Regions from separate parts of the Arabidopsis thaliana genome. Here region 1 is linked to region 2. The links are chromatin contacts, called in public capture Hi-C maps. All regions are on one chromosome and are shown on one strand. The core of a region is the stretch at or near the end of the contact, and the rest is flanking DNA. Distances in the headings are between cores, read along the strand shown.

Region 1 (4,340 bases), core at 397-2,896, 210 kb before region 2:
ATGTACTTGAAAAGTGGGATCATAACTTACCCAATATAGAGAAAAATGCAGAACTGAGCCCATTCTCGAATTAGTAGCCTGAGCCAATAGTTTTGTGAGGAGTTATCCATGTTCATGTAGATCTGCATAATTTAAAGTGAGTGTGAGTATAAACAATGTAGCAGTAAATTCAACATGATGTCAATCAAGAAAGATTTGGTCATACCACAGTTTCTGCCATTGCTACAATCTGCATAGCTCCTTGGAATTTTCTGAAACCATAAACATAAATAAAAACTCTTAGCAGATTATCTACTTCCATCAACCATCAAACCTGAGGGTAATGAAAAACGTACTTGAACATGATGTATTTAGCATATACAGCATCATGCATAGCTTGAACATTCTCATCTTCGATAAAACTCAGCTGTTCTCGTAACACCGCTAGATTTTGCGATATGTGATGGAATATAACATAGAATGAGATCATGTAGTTAAGTATCAGAAGCACCTGGAGGAGCAAAAAAAGATTGGTTCATTCATCATCTTGTAAGTAAGTAAAAGATTAGCTTTAATGAGTAGGTGAAAAAGGTAAAAACTCACTGCAAAATAAGGAACAGAAGCTCTGTATCCAACAAGAGTCAAATAAAAGACACAACCAAGTGAAGCTGTAGTTCTACGTTCGGTCAACGAGAGCCGTTCACAAGTGATGCAATAACCGTGAGAGATAAGTAAAAAAGACACAAATGAAGCTGTCTGAAACAGAACACCAGTCACATATACACCAAAAGACATCCATAGAGAGCAAATGTGATGGTGAAAACATGAATGCCTGCCACCAAATAACAGATTAATCAACTATAGAGACTTCGAAAACGATCTTTCGATAAAAAGGTTACTGAGAAATAATTTCTCAATATGACAAGGTAACATTAATGGAAACAATAACTTCACAAAGAGGACTTACCAAAAGAGGAAAGATAGTGTGAGCTGTAAGGCTTTGATTAATGGAACTGAAGCAAGAGTCCATTGTAAACTATTTGTCTGCTCTAAACAAAAACACAGAACCAAAATCAAATTGTGTTTCTTCCTTAATGAAAAACATAAAAGAGACAAATCAAAAACAGAATCGTCTGAATTCATGATTAAAACAATAAATCCCAAGTACCATTCTGCAAAAAAAATTGATTAAATTTTGAGTAATATTTGGAATTTGAGAAGAAGTTTCATAAACCCAAGAGTGAAAAATCCAAAATTTATCGAAATAAGATAGAGAAAAAATAGGAGATTTATTGACCTGAAAGTGGCGATTTTTGAAAGTGTTAACCGTCCAAGAACAAGCGGAGAAAGACCAGATCGTTAAAAAGGTTAAGTAGAGAATTGGGAGATGACGATATGAATCATCGACGCCATTGATGCCCTGAGATTCTTCCATTACAAAAGAGAAAGCTTTAATCTCAGAGAAGAACGAAGACAAAATTCTGTTTTTTTGATACTTACTTTTTTTTTGGAAGCTTCACATTTTTGTTGGGGTTTCTAATTCTATTTATGAATCTCTGTACTATTGACACTTGTCTTTTGCACTAATTAATCTTGGTTTTTTGGATAAACCAATTAATTGAGACTTAACTGCCCTTAGATCAATTCCACTAATATCTCCAACTAATTGCTTAGTTTCATTTAATGCAACTAAAATTTGTATACTCATAAAATAATCCGAATATTTGTATCATTTTTCTGTTTTCTATATAATAAAAATTGCTATTAAATTTTTAATAAATTATCCTGAATAAACTTTAAATCATAAACTAATTAATTTTAGTTTGTTTTGTATAATTAATAATAAATAAATGTGGTGTTTATTGTTTTGAACTTTTGAGTCGTCGGGAGAATAGGGGAGCATAAAAAGAAGGTGGAGAAGAGAGAGCAGACATGCGAACAAAATGGTCATTCAACTAACCCACTCTCTCCTTTTTGTCGTTGAGTTTTGATCACCAATACCCTTTTTTTTAATTTATGTAATTTTGTTGGTCGTTGTGACTTTTTCTTGATTTTGATATTTTATATGTTATGTATTATCTATGTAGTTCGTTGCTATAATTTCGTGGTGCAGTTTACCACTTAAATCATATGCTTATTTTGGTTGTTATAGAAAAAAAGGAACGTGGAAGACACTACAAATCAAATTAAAGTCAAAACATCAATTTCGTGGCATATGTAAAATAAAAAAATTGTAGGTTGATGATATATATTCGGACAAGTATCTGCAAGAAGATTAAAATATATAACGGGCAGAGAGAAAGATTCACGTAGGGAAAGATGCAAGCATGTCACTATTTCTTAAGAATGTTTATATGTAATCAACATTATCCATTTAGGTTTACTACAATCTACATTTAACAAATGTCTTTTTTTCCCATAACAATTAACAATGTTAATTTGATCAGAATAACATTTGATGTTAAATCTCAGCTATGCTAAACCTCTAAGTCTAAACACCTAACATCAGATCATCAAGTCGACGAGCTTTGAGATCATTAGAGAAAAGGATCTTGAAGCAAAGCAACAAGAACACCTCCATTTTGACTACAATAATGAATTTATTCCTAGTTTCATTTGGGTCAAGGGTCCGCTTGATTCTGACTTGCCGAACAGTGATATTCGTTCCATAACTATGGAAAAACATTTCTTTTATAAGATTTAGCATCTGACGAAAGATCTGATCCATCTTCCAAAGTATACAGGCCATAATGTAGATACACCAGAAGCTAAATCTTGAAAAAGCAGAGAGATTGCTTCACTAATTTGGCAGTTGCATGAACCGAAGCAAGCAATCAACTATAACCAGTAGAAAAATCTCCTGCAAATATAGCAATCTTTTTTTGTTATGAGTAAAAAAACAAACGAAATTAATCATTCTATTTTTCCAAATAGAACAATCAGTGGACAGATTGAATATCAGTGACCTATATAGCCTATATGAAACAAGTCCACCAATTGCAACAGCCGTGATACATAATGGACTGGGCTGAATTTAGGCCCGATATGAAGATAGCGGTCCAACGTTTAATTAAAACAGTCAATTCTACACTTTTTTGTGTGTACGTACTCTATAATGAAAATATATTGGTAATTGAAAAAGTTAAGACTTGAATTGAAACCACTTAAAGAAGAATTGAATTCATCATGATGAACAATTCAAATCAGTAGTATAATACAATTCTTTTACAGGCATTATTGGGAAAATGAAGGAATAGTACTAGTTAAATTAAAATATTTGAAAGAGAGTTGACAAAATAAAAGAAAGAAATTTGAGAATAGAGAAAAAGAAAGAAGGAAAGAAAGAAAGTGAAGCTTCAGCTTTAAGACGGAGGAGACGCATGCAAAGAAGGTAATGATGTTGTCTCTGTCTCCTACGCAGACCTCTCTCCCACGCCTTTTGTTATTTTTTATACGCCTCTGACCTTCCCCATTCCTTCTTACCTTTATTACCCTCCTATTCACTCTTTTACCACTCGTTTACTACTAGTTAAAACTTAGAAGTAGTAATATTTATTGGTATAAACCTCATTAATTTCATATTGTGGGCATAAATGTAGGAGTATAAGATTAGCATCCGTTAGAGATTAGTCACAAACATTACAACATTAAACGTTAACATTATCTATGTTGTTTTCCATGATTAGATCGAAGAAATTGCATGACCATATCAATGTGCTGTTAGTTCAGTGATAAATCTTTTAGGTGGAAGTGCTGAGTTCGAAACATATTGGGATGAATCTCTTTTCCATAAAAGATGAATTTAACCGAGTGTTTTTGAGTCTGAATTTTCAAATATTAAAAAAAAAAAGAAAATTGCATGACCATAATTTTTTTATTTATAAATATAAAAACTATAGTATAATAAAAAAACTATAGTATAACAATAGGTAATTTTCACAAATAGCAAAAAAATAAAATTTATTACACTAGTATAAGCATTTGATTGCCTTTCTCTTCAATTTGACTGCCTTTTTCTCGTTTACAATTTTCACTGATTATATATTTGAGAATGTTTTAAGCTTTAATTAACCTTTTTTTAACCTTTTGGAACAATTTTTTTGACAATTATACCTATTTAGACCATTTTCGTAGAGTAAACAAGAGAAATTTGGTTTTCCCTCGAGGTGTTGTTGTTTGTTGGTTTATGAAATTGAAATGTGCCAATCATAAAAAAAAACAAAAGAAAATGCCAACGAAAAAGCTAATTTCACAAACGCAACAGCACTATCAAATCACATTATTAAAATAATATTATTATTTTAAGGCCAAAAAAAAAAATCAAAGTTGCCATGAACGAGCTAGAGGAAAAAAAACACACA
Region 2 (4,344 bases), core at 400-2,899:
TTTTATTGTTCACAGTCGGCGGGAAAGGAGGAGTCTCATCTTCAAGAAAGTCAACTGTTGCATTACACATATTTACGCTTGCTTGCGTTGTGATAACCTGAAACATTGGATCTCGCGTTTTAAAGTTTGGTCTCGAGAGGAGAGGAAGACACATCAGAGTGCAAAGTTACTGACCTGAACAATTCTTTGCTTGAGTTGCTCAAAACTTTTAGGTAAAAGGGCTCGGAATGTGCCACCGATAGTAACAGAGTCGGGAATGACATTAAAAGCATCACTGCCTTCAAATGTAGCAACTGTAACCACCTGTAAGCACTCAAATCAACCAACATCCTATAATATAAGAGACACTTTTCTTGAAGAGCCAAAAGAGTAACTATATATACCTGCGAGTCTAAAGGATCTGCCTCTCGTGAAACGAGGTGTTGTAAGCTCAGAATAACATTTGAAGCTGCCAATACTGGATCTATGGCGAATTGAGGAAGAGCTGCATGACCTCCTTTCCCGCTTATCGTAGCTTTGAAACGTCCACTACCAGCCATCAATAGACCCTCTCTTGAGCTCAGTTGACCTAATCCCAATAGATTCGAAACATGTAATCCAAAGATTGCACCCACATTCTCCAATACTCCAGCCTCCACGATTTTCTTTGCACCTGCTCCTCCTTCCTCAGCTGGTTGGAAAACCAGAATCACTGTACCATGATGAATAAAATGTCCAACAAGTGTTAATAAGAAACCAAACAACCTGATGATTGCAACAGTTTGAAAATGTTATTAGCTAAAAAATACAGCACAATACAATACTAAACCTGTAGCTCTTCTTGGTGTTCTTTGAGCAACTTTGCAGCACCGAGGAGCATCGTAGTGTGAGCGTCATGTCCGCAAGCGTGCATCTTCCCTGGAATCTTACTCTTGTGTTCCCATTCCACCATTTCCTACACAATTCCATCATTACCATGTTCAATAAGAATCCACTAGCTTGCAACTCAAGTAATTTAAAATCACATAAGAAATCTGATCCATAAGTCAAATGATAATGGTTATATCTTAAATGCCAGTTAGTATTGTTTGTTGTACTAAAACAAATATTCAGAAAAAAAACAAATTTAAAACATGACACCATTTCGACTAGCAAAATATGATCAGTGATTAAATAATTTGGGCTTGAAGGGAATAGATTCAAAAACTTTGTAAATGAAAACCTTATTATACCTGAATAGGAAGTGCATCCATATCAGCCCTCAAAGCAACAAAGGGGGCATGGCCAGTTCCAACATATCCAATAACACCAGTTACAGCAACTGGATTCTTATAAGACACACCCATCTTGTCCAATTCTGTCTTGACTAGCTTAGATGTCTCTACTTCCTCGTAACCTAACTCTGGGTTCTCGTGGATCCTCCTTCTTATTCCAACCATCCAATCGAAAAAATCTTCTCTTTTAGCTAGACTAAGGAAATTTTTAGGAATTTGAGACAAATCATTCGAGGAACATGAAATCAGACACGAGTTTAGTAAGTGAAGGATCAAAACAAAAGAAACCAATTTGCAGAAACTCATCGTGAATCAAGAGATTGCGTGATGATGAAGTAAGAAACCATGAAGGAAGAAGCGGCATTTATAACCAAGAACTCACATAATAGCAAGCGAAATACAACACGGAAACTTAATAAAAATCTTCATATCTTTTGTAATTTTCTTCGGTCCCAAGTCACCATAAAATATATTCTTTTCCAAATTGATTACCATCAACTACCGAAGGTTTCTTGTTAGTATCTCAAATTATTTTGACGTTGGACAGAATTTAAATATTTCATTTTAAGCGCTCAATAAATATCGGTTCGAGTTTGAACCCAATAAACATGTGGAACATATTTCACCGTGAAGTTGAACCTAAGACATTAATTGTATTTTCGGTTAAAATGTAAATCTGCTTGTTTGCAAAGTAATTAAATTATAAAATGAAATTTAAAGGATTGTTTAGAAGATACACCGTAAATAAAAGTTTCGAGTTATCTGATTTGCAAGATCTTTCCTCTTTTGTTTGGAAAATCATTTCGTTTTCATTTCAAGTTTTCGTGACACGTGAAGAAAAAAGAACTAGAAATTGAACGGTTGTAGTTGTTGGACGGTGTGGTGTGGTACATTTGCTCTTGCTACAAATAGCTATAAAGCACGGCTATAACGTGTTTGATGGATTCTTTCATAAAATTTATTTCCGTATTTAAAATAAATACATTAAATAAAATAGAAACATTTTGCCGAACCATTTCCGTGATTGGTTTAAAATGCTAGCAATCAGAGCCGGCTCTGACCTGAAGCAGCTAAAGCTCATATATGCTTTAGGCACATGATTTTCTTCGTAATTTTATGGGCATCTATTTCCAGTTTTGATCGTAGAATCATCCGTTATGCGCCGCATAAGTTGTTTAATTAACAACATGGGCCTATTGGGCTACTCTCTTTTTTCTTTTGTTGCTTTAAATGGGTTATTTTGGGTTCTTAATTGTTTTAAATGAGACTGAACTTTTGGATTTGGTATTTTATAGTTTTTTATCCCTTAAATCCAAAAGTTCAGTCTCATGCATAGTTTTTGCAAAAACAATTCCAAATTTTATAGTTTTTGATCCCTCTAATTGCAATCACTTTTCCTTGATACCATGAGAAAATGCAAATGAAACATGCCAACACAACAACATTTAGAAGAAAATGCCTTTACTCTTCTTTAAAAAACGAGTAATTTTTCGACTTCTAAACATAGAACAAGAGTAACGGATGCTCCTAGGGGCTGAAAAGAACTCAAAACTCCCTTTATTCAATAATCTGTCATGTCAAAAAATATGTTTAACCTTCACAATACCTGTAATATCATTGTGAAAGAGGAGATTAACTAATGATCAGTTCGGTCCATGATCATACTCTAAACTCAAGAACTTCTCAAAACAAATACCAAGAGTGACGAGTGGAAGATATGTTAGAGCCTAACTCAAGAATCTTGGGTGCAAGTTGCAGTAAAGGCTCCAATGCGCTTGGAGCAAACTTTCTGGCAAAGAGATAACAGATTTGAGACTGATGATCATTGTAGAGGCAAGATTTGGCTCCTGTAAGCTTCTTGAGAAAACTTTCCGTTACATCAGCCTTACCAAAAGTAGCTGGATGAGCACCACCACGTGACCAATCTGTCCATGTCAATGTCCTATTAGCAAGCAAAACCCGATGTTTCATAGACAACATTGTTGGGAAGTAATGTTCATCTACATAGCATGGAGGTCTACAAAACTCTTTGAATTTGGGATAGTAAGTAGTGTCTTGAACAATCTCAACAGCGAGTTTCCGGTTAATTTCAAACCACTGAGACCCTTTTCGCCACTGGCTTAGTGTGATCTCAGGTTCCATTTCTGTCCTGTATCTGCCTCTTCCATCAGGTCCTTCCTCATCAGCAGCACCCATAAAACTATATCTTGATTCAGAGACATAACTATAGATAAAGCTGAAACCTCGCAGAGGAATGCATGATTCAGACAGCAGAACAAACCATTCATTAGAGATATCAAGCAACGCATTAGCCAAAAGCCTCCTCTCTGCTTCACCCATACTCATCTCTCCCCATGCCACAGCCTATAACACAGAAGAAACTAATACTGTGAGAACACAAGAAACAAACACAAAACAAGATTTTCCTCTGAAACATCAATGACAGTACCTGACTAGGGATATATCTTCTGTAAAACACAGACGACCTCGAAAAATCCGATTTGTAACTAGGCAACGAATGAACATAGATAGAATAAAGACCCTCATGTCCTTTACAGAACTTCTCCCAAAGTGGAGCAAATGGTAAAGGACCTTTGGCAAGAAACATGAAAGCCAATTTAGGGACACGTCTAAACGGATAACCATTTCTTTGCGGCTCTATAGAAGCACGCCAAAGCAATTCACTATCATTCATTGTGTGCCAAACATTGGAAGGAGGTCTAATAAAGCTATCTAAAGTAACACTCTCATGATTATACGTAGAGAGCAAAGTAATTGGAGCCACAGGATCTAAACGTTGAATCTTCAAAAACTTGATCATGTGTATACTAACAACAGAGATCCCAAGAGTCAAAACAAGAAACAATAACAGAATCTGAAGCAGACGCAACGGTAAGAGAGCTCTAGATTGGTTTGTGACTCTAGATTTAGGTGTTGATGAACCATTTTCTTTAACACATTCCTCCATCTCCATTACCATCACTTTCATCTAAAAGCTTCTCACTTTCTTAGCTATCTTCAAATGCTTACACAAAAATCCAATCTTTACGGGAAATGTTTGTACGACAACAACAAAAAATGGGTTTTTTAT

What was found. Capture Hi-C pulls out chosen DNA fragments and counts their contacts.
Region 1: a contact with region 2 is called in a capture Hi-C map of shoot, with 4 times the contacts expected there.

The regions. Positions count from the first base shown.
Region 1 is chr1:19,414,740-19,419,079 of TAIR10.1, reverse strand. AT1G52155 reads right to left here and starts at 1,646. Exons shown (of 9, transcript NM_148579.4): 1 at 1,277-1,646; 2 at 947-1,023; 3 at 583-811; 4 at 336-490; 5 at 206-251; 6 at 31-122. The coding sequence starts at 1,414. ATHB-15 (Homeobox-leucine zipper family protein / lipid-binding START domain-containing protein) reads left to right here and starts at 4,316. Exons shown (of 18, transcript NM_104096.3): 1 at 4,316-4,340.
Region 2 is chr1:19,201,817-19,206,160 of TAIR10.1, reverse strand. It overlaps ILL5 (IAA-amino acid hydrolase ILR1-like 5), which reads right to left and starts at 1,649. Exons shown (of 5, transcript NM_104057.1): 1 at 1,212-1,649; 2 at 809-934; 3 at 384-698; 4 at 175-303; 5 at 1-97. The coding sequence starts at 1,559. It overlaps AT1G51770 (Core-2/I-branching beta-1,6-N-acetylglucosaminyltransferase family protein), which reads right to left. Exons shown (of 2, transcript NM_104056.4): 1 at 3,703-4,344; 2 at 2,775-3,617. The coding sequence starts at 4,242. The coding sequence ends at 2,937.